Linked DNA regions of Mus musculus: region 2 is linked to region 1. Evidence: chromatin contacts called from public HiChIP or PLAC-seq data. All regions are on one chromosome and are shown on one strand. Each heading gives the region's core, a stretch centred on a gene start, on an enhancer-like site or on the middle of the called end of the contact. The rest is flanking DNA. Distances are from core to core; before and after follow the strand shown.

What was found. HiChIP or PLAC-seq counts read pairs in DNA pulled down with a chosen protein or histone mark.
Region 2: a contact with region 1 is called in an H3K4me3 HiChIP or PLAC-seq map of embryonic limb bud, with 5 times the contacts expected there. The contact joins the enhancer-like site here to the promoter of Tfap2c in region 1. A contact is called at or near these places in 15 of 39 promoter capture datasets (the 3T3-L1 cell line, the SN4741 cell line, cranial neural crest and 8 more), 4 of 484 Hi-C or Micro-C datasets (differentiating embryonic stem cells, embryonic stem cells, nephron progenitors and 1 more), 15 of 115 datasets of contacts at active chromatin or transcription factors (craniofacial prominence, embryonic basal ganglia, embryonic forebrain and 9 more) and 1 of 9 other capture datasets (embryonic stem cells).

Annotation. Positions count from the first base shown.
Region 1 is chr2:172,544,991-172,552,556 of GRCm38.p6, reverse strand. It overlaps Tfap2c (transcription factor AP-2, gamma), which reads right to left and starts at 2,964. Exons shown (of 7, transcript NM_009335.2): 1 at 2,675-2,964; 2 at 668-1,150; 3 at 510-561. The coding sequence starts at 2,722.
Region 2 is chr2:172,797,994-172,805,559 of GRCm38.p6, reverse strand. No RefSeq gene overlaps it. Among named protein-coding and RNA genes, the nearest start is that of 1700055K11Rik, 59 kb to the left of the region's middle. Within about 2 kb of position 3,604, at least 10 of the 459 cell types and tissues checked have an H3K27ac peak or open chromatin away from gene starts, as enhancers often do. A contact at or near this core is called in embryonic limb bud, where this site is marked.

The DNA of each region.
Region 1 (7,566 bases), core at 1,715-4,214:
GAAAACCGACGTCAGCAGGTTAGATGTTGACCCCCACAATAAATGTACCTCTAAAAAGTAAAATTAGGTCAGTTTGTTGAAGAATAAAAATTGTTACAGAATAAGAAAACTAAGGTACTATTTGTATCTCCCCCCCACCCCCGTTTTTAAGTTAAATTGTATTTCCCACCTGTAATGCCAGCACTAGGGAGGTTGAGCCAGGAGGCTTACAAGGAATTCAAGGCCACTCTGAGTTACAGACTGAAACATTTGATTCAAAAAAATATGGCCACTAACAAAAAAAAAAAAAACCCAAAAAACAACAACAACAAAAAAAAACCCAATCTTTTAAAAATCACAGCTCCTGAGAGTTCTTTTCGTTCAGGCCAGGAACTGACTTTCGTTCAAGCGTGGTCTTCTCCACTACGTGAGCCGTGTTGGCCACTTAATACCCCAGCCTTTGCAGAAAAGGGGCAACTTCACTGGTCAGAGCCACGTGTTAGACACAAGCGGAAAGAGTCAGTGTTTACCTTTGCGAATGACAGTCTGATCGTGTAGGAGCAAGTGCGCGTCGTCCACATTCTGGGGGGGAAATGACAATTTCTTTTAAGTTTGGAGGAAGGTGGAAAGGCTGGAGGGTAAGGTAGAACCCCCACCCCACCCCCAGCCTCCCGCCCCCGCTGCTCACCTGCACCTCCTCTATGGGGTGAGCCATCTCGTGCAGCCCCAGGTTCTCAGCCAGGCCGGCTTCCAGGGCGTGCGCGTGAGGCAGCAGCAGGTCGGACCGGCGGTAGACTTCCCGCCGGGCGCTCACCGAGCCCCCCTCCAGCCCTGAAATATGGGGTATTAGACTTGCAGAGCGGCTGTGGTGCGAGGCCAGGCTAGAGCCCTCCTGACTCTGTCGACCCGGCCAGGCCTGTTGCTGGCTGCCGGTGGCCGCAGGCTGGTGCAGGGGGTTCATGGCGGCAGCGTAAGCCTCTCCCAGATGCGAGTAATGGTCGGCGGACTGCGAGTATGCCAGCTGCTGGTAAGGCGGCGGGAAGTAAGGAGGCGGCTGGTACTCTGCAACCCCGGTGTGCGAGAGAGGCGGCGCGGGACTGTAGAGATGTTGTCCCGGAGAGGAGAGGTGAGGGATGCGAGGGTTGCCATTACTGCTCGAGTCGTGGCGATCCTGGGAGAGAAACAGGAGAGACCCGGTTAGTACGAAACCCTGCTACAGCGAACAAGCAAGCCAGGAGAGGGGCACCTATGCGCCCCACCAAGCTCACACCACCCGTCTCGATCCGCCCCAGAGCCCGAGAGCCCCCGGGGACAATGAGCTCCCCGGACTTCGTTGTGAGCCTATCGGTCTAAGACCTGAGGGGACGAATCCTTCGAGCCCTCTGGCGAAGGTTCCCGCGCTGCGTCGCTTGGAGGTGCCAAGAGCGCGTTCCGCGCCACAGTCCGGTTACCCGTGCCCCAGGGGTTCGGCGTGCGGCGACCTCGGCGCACAGCGCCCTCGTTCAACAACCCTCCTCCCATGTCGCTGCGGCGCGCAAATAGCGCGGATAATGCGCAACGCCGACGAAGGGCGCGTTTCCCCGCCCCAAGGATCATCCCCCTCTCACTCCCTTAAGAGGCGGCCGCGCCGCGGAAGTGACACTCTCAGGTAAGGCCTCATAGTAATGTCGTCCGGAGAGACCGGGAGCCGACACGCGGGATCGGAGCTGTGATCCTTGCTAGCCAAGCCCGTGCCTTCTGCGCCTTAGGAAGTGAGGTCTTCCAGCCCGGCCATGGTCAAGGTTCTCACACATCCCGGTGTAGAGAAGGAATGAAAAGACTCTGCCAAACTGGGCAACCTTTGCCTGCGCACGTCCCCTCGCCCCAAGGCGGTCAGACTTAATTCCTAAAAGATGTGTCTTCATCAGTCCCAGGGGTCAGAAGGGTAGCAGGGACACAGGAGCGGGGCACTGTCGCCCCCTAGCGGAAGCCGCCCGGGCATGCACGCAGGGGCAGCCCCTCGAGGTCGTGCGGGTGCGGTGCGCTCCCGCAGCCTGGCCGCCGGCCTCTCCTCCCCACGTTCCCCGGTGCTCGCCTCGCGCCGCCTGAATCTTCTTCCTCTTCCCGCTCGCCGCCTCCCTCCCTCCTACTCTCCGAAACTCTAGCTCAACCTGTCCGACAGGCTAGAGTACTCGCGAGCGCTCAAGGCCCCATCTGGCTTCACCCCCACCCCACAGTCCCCAACCCCCACTTCTCTTGAAAACCAGGTTGCAGTTGTTTGGACTTTTCTTTTCTTTCTTTCTTTTTTTTTTTTTCTTTCTCGAGGAGGTAGCGGGGCAGGTGACAAGCCTTCCTTGGAGGAGACTCCTCAAAGGTGTCGCTGGCAGGGAAGCTTCCGTGGACACTGGACAGACTTCGTGGGAAAAAAGCCACGTCTGAGACCCGGAGACAGGGCGCTCTTCGGGGAAAATGGAAAGGAGGGCCGTGCGCTTCGTAGGAACCCACAGTTGAGTTCTGCGGGTGGGTTTGCCACGCTCTTGCCAGGCCTTGTCCCCGAGAGACAAGACCAGATTCAACAAGGGGCCCAGGAGATGGCCGAAGACTGGCCCTCATCCCTCCCGAAGGCGAGGGCTCCGCGCAAACGTCCCCAGCCTTGGCCAGCAGCCCTGGGACCCCGCTCGGGCCGGCGGGGCTACGTTCCCTAGCCCCCGCTCACCTCGCAATCCTCTTCATACTTGACATTATCTGTTATTTTCCACAACATGGCGTCCGGCGTCCCCCAAAATAGTCGCCAGTTAAATCCAGGCTCCCCCCACCCCCCGAGCGGTAAATCCACAATCGGGGTCACGGTGGCCAGGCGTCTGCCGCCGCCCCCGCCGCGCGCGCCGGCCTTGCTGTCCCAGTCACTGGACGCGCATCGGTGGCTGTGCACAGAGATGTGGTCGCCGTGGGTGTGTAGAGGCCGCAGCCGTGGACCGGAGAAGCCTCACCCTCACAGTGTGTCCCGGCGATAGCCGGGGGACCCGAACGCCTTAATGGGAAGGAAATTATCATAACTCCTCCCCGGGGGCCGGCGCCGCGCGGAGGCCCAGGCGCCGGGCGGGGCAGCCCCCAGCCAGTCCCTGCCTAGCTCCGCCCCGCACCCTGCCTAGCGTGTTGCAGGACCAGGCGTCGCGAGGGGCTCGCAGGGGCATCAGTGGGCGGTCTCTGACAACCGCAGACCTGCCAAGCTGAGGTGCCCAAACGTGGCTTCCTTTGCCTGCCAGCCCCCTTGCACACCTTAGACTGGCAGAGCTGACAGCTGGGATTTCCCCACCTCAAGAACCGTCCTTCATCCTCCTAAAAAATGGATGTCACTTGAGAGTTGAAGACGCCCCATTCCAGGGTGTCTCAACTCCTGGGGTTCCCTGACACCTCGCCCCAGCTGTTCCGACAGACATTTAAGGATTGGGCTGAGAAATAGCTAAAGTCCCACTGTTCCCTAGTGCCCCCCCCCCCCTTTCCCTCTCCCTGGGTACTTTACTGACCTGCCCACTGAGGGAAGGGAGGGGAAGGATTCCGAGAAGGAGTCCGCTCCCCCAGCTCCAAAGAGGAAACTCACGGTAATACCTGCTGTGAATAAATCGGACAACCGCGTGCTGCAGCTATAGCCCGAAGCTGTATCTGGCTGCGGGCCGTGGCTGGAGGAGACCCGAGCTCCCCCGCCCAGGCCCATCCCTGCTGCGATGCCCAGCCCTGCGGAGCGCCGGTTCTGCAGCTGTCACGGGCGGCTCTTCAGAAGCCTCTACTCGCCCAGGAAAAGAGGTTCCAGGCAGAATAAACCTCCATCGCCACGGGCCGCGTGGAATGAGGTGCTGTAAAGTGGGAGGGGGACTACAGGGAGGTCGCCCTGAGATATGGGCACACCTCGTCCCATGGGAGGCAGAAAGCAAAGCTTCTATCCACAGAATGCTGCTGCACCCCAAGATTTTCCGTCCAAGCCAAAAAGCAATACTCAGTGTTATTTTTTAATTCAACGAAACGAAAATAATTGGCCTAATTGTTATAGTTAATTTTTTTCATCCCAAACAGAAAGTCCACAGTTCTCGAGAGCTAATCTTGTTAGTCCGTCCCAACAGTATATGGAGATTGGCTTCAAACAGTGGAATTGGAGGCAGGGACTATTTCGGATTGATTCCGAAGCCAATTACACAATTCTTGATACCCATCAGCCCAGTGGCCAGGACCTGTTGGGAACGTGCCTCCCGTATCCACAGACTAAAATAATTTGCTCTCTTCCTGCTCCTCGTCTGTAAGCATTTCCCTAGACCCAGATAGGCCTGAAGTAAAGTAACTAAAATTAAAATAGATGTTCAAGCCAACCGTTCCCCCATGGTCTTAGAGAATAGCCGCATGCAAAATAGCTTTCTGGCCAGTTGACCCTAACAGACCCAGGAAGTTGAAACCGCGGGAATCAAGGGGGCTTTTCCGGCTAAGTTAAAAAGGCAGGCAATCCAGACCGAGCCTCCAAAACAGAGGCCCTGGAATTAGCGGGAGAAGAGGGCACCTGCTCCAGAAAGAACTGGTGCTGCCCGCATCAAGCTCAGGACTGGGAACGCCAGGTCCCAGGCTCTCTCTGGAAGGCAACTGTCACAGGTCTGGCGGGGTTCCGCTCCTCTCCTGGCCAGGGGGGGCGGTGCGGCTCACCCTACCCCAGGCTTTCCCTGTTCTTCCCACCTCAGCGATAATCCAAGAAGCCCAGGGGGACCGAGTGCTTTCTGCACCGGAGCTTTCGGCCGAGTGGGGAGGGGGGAGGACGACAGAAGGGCATGAAGGGTCTGCATTCGCCTTTCCTCAGCCCCCCCCCCCCCCCCCCGCGCCCCGAGTCTGGGGACTTGGGAACCGCTAGACAAGGCTATTCATTCTCTCTAAAGCGACAGCGCAGCGCTTGATGGAGAGGACAGTTGCACACAGGATTTCCTCGACTCTGGAGGACCCTGTCCCATCCACACCCAGCTTGGGGGCCGGGACCTGGACACAGAGTCCAGGTGCAGGAAGCTTCCGCCTTCCTTGAGAGCTCAGCTTCTCTGATGGTTCCCGCGCTCCAAACAATCTCCTACCATCGCCCACGGAAAGACGTTGACCCGTGTGGTTGTACCCCTTGGCAGCCAGGGCTGGGTAAGGTGTCCTGCCCACCTCCCATTCCCCCCGTCCCCGGGACTAAGAACTTGCTCTAAGGTCCCCGTGCAGAGATATGGGAGTGGAAGGAAGGCTGCCAGGGGCTCAGCTCTGCCGCCCCCTAGGGAGCCTGCAGTCACTCACACTCTGGCAACGCAGGTCGGTCCCTCTCATTGGGACGAGACTGGAGCCGCCCAGGTGTGTGTGAGTGAGTGTGTGTGTGCGCGCGCGCGCTCACCGGCACCCTAAATGCCCAAATGTGAGACACCTCCAAAGAAACACGCGAGGGTGCGTCTGTCAATGTGGCTTGGGGTCTCCAGTCTCCTATCCTGCCACCACCCAAGGCCAAAGAAGTCAGTTTGGAGTTTTCTATTATAAAACTGGACTGAAGTGCAGGCGGCAAGACTCCTCTTTTGGCCTTAGGGAAAGGGCTCCTAAGAAAAGGTGGACCCCGAGCACTTCGCAAGTGCGGCGCCACGTCCGGGGGTGGGGTGGGGAACTCTATTCCGCGCCCCTAGGGACAATGAAGGACTACAGTCAACTACCTAGCAGCCTGGGTTGGGCAGGGCCCTAGAAACCGGTTTCTGCCACAAATCTCTGGAGGAGGGTGTCCATCCACGCCCCACCCTCCTGTCCTAGAATGGGCAAGCACCGGACTTTGGGCAAAAGCCGGAGGGATGGCTCCGTGGATAGAGGCGCCTGCCGCCAAGTTTAAAAACACAGGGTAGGAAGAGAGAACCTACTCCCGCCACAGATCCACGGCCATACACACAGTGCGTACCTATCCACGGCCATACACACAGCGCGTGTGCACACACTCTAAACACATGCACAATAAAGACATACCTTTTAAAACACAAAGAGCTTCCAGAACTAAGCGCAGAGGTGTTGTTGATAACAATCCTCGGGCGCTCCAAAATAATGCCCATCGATTTTTTAAAATTTCTAACAGAATAAATGTAGGCCCATAGATGTAGGGACCTCAGCCCCACTCAGCTCAGTGAGTCTAGCTCAGGGCCGCAGGGGCCTGAAGCGGTTTCCCAGCCTTTGGGTCTTCCTACTAGGCAACTCTTTACAAACAGGCAAAGTAAAACGAAATTCGAACCCTTGACTTTACCAGGCTCCCCGGGACCCATTTTGTCCAAGGCCTGCCCGGGGGGCCGCACTCCTGTGCTCAGCGCTGGCCAAATCCTTCTCTCTGCGGCGGCAGCAAAGGTGAATCTGAATTGGCTTCCTTTAAACAATAATCTGAGGCCTCTCTCCCAGTCTCTAGAACCCCGAAGGAGACAATCCTGAGACTGCCCTACCCTGCCCCCGGGGACCCTCGAACACTTGGAGTCGGGCTTGTCACCTTCCCAGGGCGTCCTGGGGCCCATATCCAAGCGACCTAAGCGCTCCGAGCGCAGGCGGGAGACCCATATACCTAGAGGCCTTCTAGGGTACTAGGCTTCCACACACCTCTAGGCCAGATGAGCCCCGCGGCCTTAAGTCACTTATCTTAGTCGCCGCCAGGCGCAGAGGAGGCCCACGGTGGCCAAGGGCTGGGGAGATTGGCGGCAGGACAGCGCGCCAGCGACCCTGCGCCCACGGACGGACGCCCGGTCCAGCCCCGCGGTCCCCTCCAGTGGCCCTCCTCTGCCTGTAAGCTCCTCACCCTTAGCAACTGGAAACTCATGGTGTTAGCTCTGGAGCCGGCTGTGAGCAGGGGTTAAAGACAGAAGAGTGGCCAGAGAGAGCTCCCCGAGGGCCGAGGCGTGAGCAGTAAAGTCGCTTGGAGCGTTTATTTCTTAAAGGCAAAAAGGGGTGGGTGGAGAGATTCCCGTGGAGGCCAGCTATCGCTATTGGAAGGCACTCCTGGACAGGCCTCCTCCCTCTTGCCTGGCCTTCCTCCCACCCCCTTGAAAACTCCACCTTTGGAAAGGGTCGTCTCTAAGGGTTTCCAGGTTTACTTGTAGATGTAAAAAGAATATTTTTTTAAAAAGGTTTAATTTCCAAGGCCCAAACCATTGACATTTCCATGAAATTTCTGCCTCATTTCTAGAAATCTTTTTTTTTTTTAAGTTTAATTTCCAAGGCCCAAATCATTGACATTTCCTGCCTCATTTCTAGTTTGATCTAACTGCAGACACATTCTACTTTCCCAGATCTAGCTAAAATTACACTGGAAAGGGGGTGATGACTTGTCTGGGTAAGGCTGGGGTCTTTAAATGCCAGAAAACCCCCTCTGCGAATGGTCAGTAAAGAAACAGTCCAGGTATTCAAGTTTAGGAGGTAAGGGGGGGGGGGACCCAAATGTACAATAAAATACAGAAACAGCTAAATAAGACTAAACTCAAAACTGAAGCAGATGTGGTAACTCACAGATACAACCCCAACACTAGTAGCTGAGGCAGGAGGATGGAAAGTTTAAGGTCAATTTAACCTACTTGTAACAGAGAGTTCCAGGCAAGC
Region 2 (7,566 bases), core at 2,355-4,854, 250 kb before region 1:
CTCCCCTGCTCCTCCCCTTCCTCCTGTTCTCCTCCCCTCCCTCTTCCTCCTCCTCCTCTTACTCCTCCCCTTTCTTCCTCTCCCCTCTTCCTCGTCTTCCTCCTCCTCCTCTTCTTCTGTTTTGGTTTGTCAAGACAGGGTTTCTCTGTGTAGCCCTGGGCTGTCCTAGAACTCACAGAGATCCACCTGCTTCTGCCTCCTGAGTGCTGGGATTAAAAATGTTCACCACTGCCATCTGGCTTCTACTTGTTTTCTTAAACAACCCAGGACTACCAGGCCAGGAGTAACAGCACCCACAGTGGGTGGGGCCCTTTCACATCAATCATTAACAGGAAAATGACCCACAGATTTGCCTACAGCCTGATCTTAAGAGGGATTTTTTTCAGTTGAGGTTTCCTCTCAAGTGACTCTAGCTTGTGTCAAGTTGACAAAAGAGTAGCCAACACAGCTATATAGAAAGCACACACACACACACACACACACACACATACACACACACACACACACACACACAGAGGCACGCATGCACGCATGCACACACGCACGCACGCACACAGGTGTCATGGAGATGGAGAGGAGAGTGGGGTCCTTCGATAAGCTGGAAATGGCCACTGTCTAGAACTGATCTTAAACTGCAGATTTGAGAGCAGAGCAGTGGGCTCTTCCAAAGTGTCCTGGGTTCTGTTATCTCCACTATGAACAGCCCAGTGTGGAGCAGGCTGTGCATTGTGACGCAACAAAACTGGAGTCTGCTGGTCAGGCAGGAGGCCCCGGGGCTTTGATCTTAGACTTCCTGCCTCTCTCAGCATCTTCTAACCCAGCCACAAGCCAAGAAAAGAAACAGACTGTCCTATAGACAGCCCCATGAGGAACAGCTTCGATCTGTCCCCTTCCCTCTATCCCCATGGCCCATGGCTTCACTTCTGCTGATGTGGGAGGTAGGAAGTTCTGTGTGGTGGAAGCCGTTTAGACAATAAAGTGTTGCTTTAGTCTGTGTATATTGTGAAAAGACACCATGACCATGCAACTCTTATAAAGAAGAACACTTAATTGGGGCTGGCTGACAGTTTCAGAAGTTTAGTCCATTATCATCATGGCAGGAAGCATGGCGGCATACAGCAGACATGGCGCTGGAGAAGGAGCTGAGAGTTCTACAGCTGGATCTGCTGAAGATATATACATATATATATATATATATAGAGAGAGAGAGAGAGAGAGAGAGAGAGAGAGAGAGAGACGCAGGGTCTGGCTTGGGCTTTAGAAACCTCAAAGCCCACCCCCAGTGACACACTTCCTCCAAAAAGGCCACACCTCCCAATCCTTCCAAGTAGTGTCACTCCCCGATGCCTAAGCATGCAAATTCATGAGCCTACAGGGCTGTTCTTATTCCAACCACCTCCAGTGTGGGCAGCATTGCTGGCTGCTTCCCATTAGAGCTGGTTAGCAGGCTTCTACCCCAGTTTTCACAGTTTCCCCTGACATTGCTGAATGTCTGTGGGCTGTGGCACAGAGGGCAGCACCTCTGCCTGACAGTAGAATCTAGCTAGGCTGCTAGGTCTCATTCTGTTGTCCCCCTTCCCCTGCCACCATCACCCTCCCCCTGCCACCATCCCCCTAGCCCTGCCATCATCCCCTCCCTCCCCCCTCATCCTCTCCCCCTTTATCCCCCTCCCCCTCCATCTTTTCTCCCTTCATCCCCCTCCCCTTCCATATCCTTCCCCTGCCACCATCCCCCTCCCCCTACCACCATCCCCCTTGCCCTGCCATCATCCCCTCCCTCTCCCCTCATCCTCTCCCCCTTCATCCCCCTCCCCCTCCATCCTCTCCCCCTGCCATCATCCCCCTCCCCCTCCCCCTCCCTTCATCCTGCCACTTCCCCTCCTTGATGCTGTGTCAGGGTCTTTCCAACAGGTTGCAACTAAAGATCCAAGAAGCAACTGAAGGGAAGAAGGGTTTATTGTGGCCCCCGGCTTGAGGGCCACAGTCCACTGCGACACGAAAGGCATGGCGACAGAAATAAGAAGCTCCTCATCACAGCGCATCTGTAGCCACGAAACAGAGGGACAAGAACGGAGGCCATAAAACTTCAAAGTCACTCCAGCCACCTTCTTCCTCCAGTGAGGCTCCACTTCCTCCCCCCAAAAGTAGTATCACCATCTGGGGACCAAGAATTGAAACATATGAGCCTATGGGGTGGGGGTGGGGGGCGTTCAAGTCCAATTGTGACAAGCACTCAGCAGCCTCCCCCCCCCCCCCCCGTCTGCTCTGAGCCCAGCTTCCTGTGCCTTGCAGCCACGTTCCTCCTTTCAGAACTACTCAGAGCACCTTCTGAGGGCAGCAGCATCTAAAGAAATTTCCCCAGAGCCTACGAGATGGCCTGGTAGATAAATGAGCATCGCGCTCATAGGCTTTATATTTGAATGCTCAGTCACTGGGGAGTGGAACTGTTTGGGAAGGACTATGGGGAGTGGCCTAGTTAGAGGAGGTGTGTCACTTGGGGTGGGCTAACAGAAACTCATCCCTCCCCCGCCCTAGAGATCAGAATGTAGGAGCTCAGCTACTGTTCCGGCACCATGTCTGCCCGCCTACCTGTCTGACTGTGTGCCTGCCTGTCTGCCTGCCTGCCTGCTTGCCTGTATATCTGCCTGCCTGTGTGCCTGCCTGTCTGCCTGTCTGCCTGTCTGCCTGTCTGTCGTCTGCCTGCCTGCCTGTGTGCCTGCCTGTGTGCCTGTGTGCCTGCCTGCCTGCCTGCCTGCCTGCTTGTCTACCTGCCTGCCTGCCTGCCTGCCTGTCTGCCTGTCTGCCTGTCTGCCTGTCTGTCTGTCTGTCTGTCTGCCTGCCTGCCTGCCTGCCTGCCTGCCTGCCTGCCTGTCTGCCTGCCTGCCTGCCTGTCTGCCTGCCTGTCTGTCTGTCTGCCTGCCTGTCGTCTGCCTGCCTGCCTGCCTGCCTGCCTGCCTGACTGCCTGCCTGCCTGTCTGTCTGCCTGCCTGCCTGCCTGCCTGTCTGCCTGGCTCTACACTGTGATAATACTGGACGCACCCTCTAAAGCTATAAGAAAACTCTCAATAAATGCTTTCTTTGGTAAGTTGAGTTTGTCATGGTGTCCCTTCACAGCACTAGAACAGAGACTAAGACAAGAAGCTTTGATGACCTGAGTTGGTTCCTGAGACCCAGCTGGTAGAGACAAGAACTGACTGCCTCAAGTTGTCCTCTGACCTTCATGTGTATGCACGAGACATACACACTCATACACGTGTATGCATGAGAAGGCATGCACTCAAATGCATGTGTATTTTATGTATACACACAAAATAAATAAAAATGTAAAAGGAAATTTCTCTTTAACAAACCTAATCCCACCTAAACAGCAAGAAGGAAGCCTGCAGGAAGCTGGCTAGTGACTGGGCTCTTTCCTCTGCCACTCTGAGTGACAGGTCTTGGGTTCTCTTTTGTGGTCTCTGAACACTTATGGAGTTCCACGGAGCTTAGATTCCAGCTTGACCTCTGTGATCCACAGGCAGATACACTCCAGTTTTACCAGTCCTGCCCACTGGCTGACAGTTCTGGAACCCTGTGTCTCTGCAGCGGCCTCAGTCTCTGCAGGCAGGGGCCTCCTAGCACATTTGGTTTTAATTCCCTGAACTCTTAAGTGCATTTGGTTGTCCCGATGTCCTGAGGAGATAAAAATCACACACATGTGAACTGAAAGTTGAGTGAGCCTGGGAAAGCGGGGGTGGGGGGGGTGGGGGGTGGGGGGAGGGAGAGGGAAAAGGGGAGGGAGAGGGAGGGGGGGAGGGGGAGGGGAGAAAGGGATTGTTAGAACACCCCCCTAAATTCCCCAGAATGCACAGTTCACCTTTGGCGAATGTGAGGGAGCTGGGGACTGTATGTGTGACAGAGTCCTTTCCTGAGCCCATAAGAGAGGAGAGTGAATGGCAGAGGCCACCCAGATGGGGAGCATGGGAAGGGGTGATTCTTCTGAACCCAAGATGTAGGAAAGGGGTCCAAAGGCTGTAAGTGTTTTCAGAGAACCAGGGAAAGGAATTTCACTCACAGACAGGCATACAGACATACATACACAGGCATACACACAGACACAGACACACACACAATCTTATACACAGACACACAGTCACACATATACACAGATACAGAGACAGACACACACACAAGCACATACACAGACATACAAACAGGCACATATACAGATACACACAAGCACATACGCACACAGTCAGACACATACACAGAAAGACAGATACACCCACACAAGCACAGACGGACACACAGACAGACACATACACAGCCACACAGACACAAACACGCCACACAGACTCCAACAAAACCCTTATATCAATGCACAGAGAATGCGACCAGATACCTAGGCTCTACAAATAAAGTCAGTCTCTTGCATTTTTTGAGTGAAGTCCAGTTTTTAAATGTCAGGACACCATCAGGGACCGGCTCAGTGCACAGGCTGGCCTGGAGGGGCTGTGAGCTGCAGCTTCCCAGCTCCACGCAGCAGCTTTCAATTACTCAAATTTACACCTCACTTGGGAATGTGTACGTGTTTATGTGCTCTGTGTGTGTGTGTGTGTGTGTGTGTGTGTGTGTGTGTGTGTGTGCATGTCTGTCCTTATTAGTAGCCGCAGCTGGGACGTCCTACCACAGAAGCCACACAGGAGGAATCCCGTCATTCTTCTGTCCTACCTGGCAGCCTGAGCTACAGTCCCCGTCCCCAAGCCTCGGCCTCTCTGGTCAGATTGGGCTGTCACGACCTGCCCAAGAACTGTGCTAAACCCCAGAAAGACCAGGTGTTTCAGACCCAGGCGTGGCACTGGGCAGAAACTCACCAGTCTTCTGTCCCAGGTCCCAGGCCAGTCTACCTCCATATGAAGCATATGGTGAGATCTCCCTTAAGGGAGTTCTGGGATGTTTCTCGGCCCCTCAGCCCAACCCAGGCTCCCCCATGGCTGTCCTTTGACATCTATTCCTATGTTTTCTTTGTTTTCTATCAACTCCAGCTCTTGTATGCACCCTGCACATGCTAGGTGCTAATCCAACAATGGCTGAATACACGATCCCCTCTCTCCCCGCTGTCTGTGGACGATCCAGAGATAGTGGAGGGTCGAGCAGGCAGAGAACCAGCTATACTCCTAAGGCACCTCCTCAGACCCCAACCTTGAGATGCAATAAAGACACTGACGGGCAGTTATGTGAACTTGTGCATCTGGGCACCATGGTCTCATGCAATGATATCAGAGAATGATCAACTGGCAGCCATGGGGAAGCAGACGCTATGCATGCAGGCAAACACAGATGCTGGTGTTCGTGGAAGGAGCCCTCGTCGGGCATGCATAATCCATTAGGGCAAAGTGAATGCAGCTAGCAACAGAGCCTAGAGCCGCAGCATGATCGCATGAGCTTGGGCCCAGCGAAGGTCAGCGGGAGAGCGTTGCAGGGAGCTGCTAATCCCATTGGATTCCTGTGTGAGTAAAGGTTAGACAAACATGTTCTCGGAAACAGGCCCTTTCACTGAGGGGCAGCTCAAAGAAACACTCTTTTCTTCTGCCCTTGCTCCAGCTACTCCAGAAAATTCCACCTTAGTTTAATTTGAAAACAAAGTCTTCCCCTATTTCTCGGGTTGACCTCAAGACACTGGTGCACTCAAGGCTGCTCTGTACCGGGTATCACATGTAGGATGAAGTGGCCCAAGGTGGCTTCCCCAACCTTGACGCTGATGGCCCTCAAGGTCTATAAATCCACTCACAGGCTATCTGCTTCTAGTAAGATGACTATTTAGGGGGTACCGTAGGCTTCAATTGTGGCTCAGGGTGGCTGGGTAACTTAATAGAGGAGATGCAATTCTGAAAGTCAAGGACACAGAGAGACAGATGTGTTGCCAGGTTGACTGCCCCCTCAGTCCATGGCAGAGAGAAAGTAGTGCCAGGAAACCCAGGACTCCAGTTCTGGGGACATTATCGGGTCTGCAGACTGTCGGCATCCATGACAATGGTCAAACTCACTTTGTTTCCACGTAAAAGTTTTCCCCTTTGAGACGACAGGCCTAGTTATCCAGGTGCCTCCATGATCTCTCTTCTTCCTAGTCAGGAACTTGCATCCACTTTAGGGTGACTCTAAACTTGAGGCCTCTCCGTCTCAGATTCCTAAGTAGCTGGGAAGACAGGGCAGTGCCACCGGGCCCAATTTTTATTTTTTCTTTAGTAAACAACGCTGTTATTTTTTGTGTTTTACAAAGCAAAGCTGAGGTGGGCTCATCCTTGGATGGTGAGGTCAGAGCTGTGAGGATCCTGGGTCCAGGAGAAGACTGCAGGAAGCCGGGTCCACTTGCTTCTGCTTCCCTGAGTTTTGTGTCTCTTCCACAGAGTTTGGCGCAGAGCTTTTCCTTAGTGTTCTCAGTCAGCTTCCACTCACTGCGCAGAGACAACACAGAAGCCCTGATGCCAGGGGCCGAGGCTGGATGGCTTTTGTGACTTCTTGTTGCATGAGGTCCATTCCCCAGCAAGAAAAGGCAAGGAGAGTCCTTAGAGCTCCCACTGGAACATTCTCCAGATGGCGCTCTGTGCTTTTCCCTATGTATCCCAGGCTGGCCTCCACACTTGGGGTCCTCCAGCGAGATCCTGGGTGTTGAGGTGACAGGTGTGAGCTCAGCTTCTTGGGGTGTTTTATTCTGCGACAACTGGATTTTTAAGTGTGACTTGTAGAGATCATATAAACACACACACATGCACACACACCAAATACACATGCATATGCACACACATATACATACATATGCACACATACACCAAGCACATACAACACACACACATAAACATTCACACCACACACGTACAACTTACATGCACACACCACACACACATGCACATACCATACACACATGCACACAAAGCACATACCACACACATACACACAATGCACATACATACACACAACACGCATACACATACACACCATACACACACACTCACTCACACACATACACTCATATCATGCACATACAACTTACATGCATGCATACACCACACACACACACACACACAAACAACTCACACACATACATACCACACATCCACATTCACACACATATACACTCACACCATGCACATACAACTCACATGCACAAACCACACACACATGCACATACCACATGCATGTATGCACACACACATACCATACATCCACATCCACACTCACACCATGCACATATGACTCACATGCACATGCCACACACATATGCACACACCACACACACACATGCAAACACACACACACACTTTCCATTTAATTCACTGACATTAATTGACTGCAGTATTATGCGAGCATCACCCTGTCCGTTTCCAAGACTGTCTCATCATCCCAACTGGAAACTGCACCTACGGAACCTGCTCCCACCCCGCCCCCACCACTGCTCATGGCAGTCTGTGACTCTGAGTGAAGCATGAGGGATTTGCTCTGTGTAACTGATCGACTGTATTCAGCACAAAGAGGCCTTGGGTTTCAAGGTTCGGTCACGTCGCAGCTTTGTGAATCAGGACTTCCTTT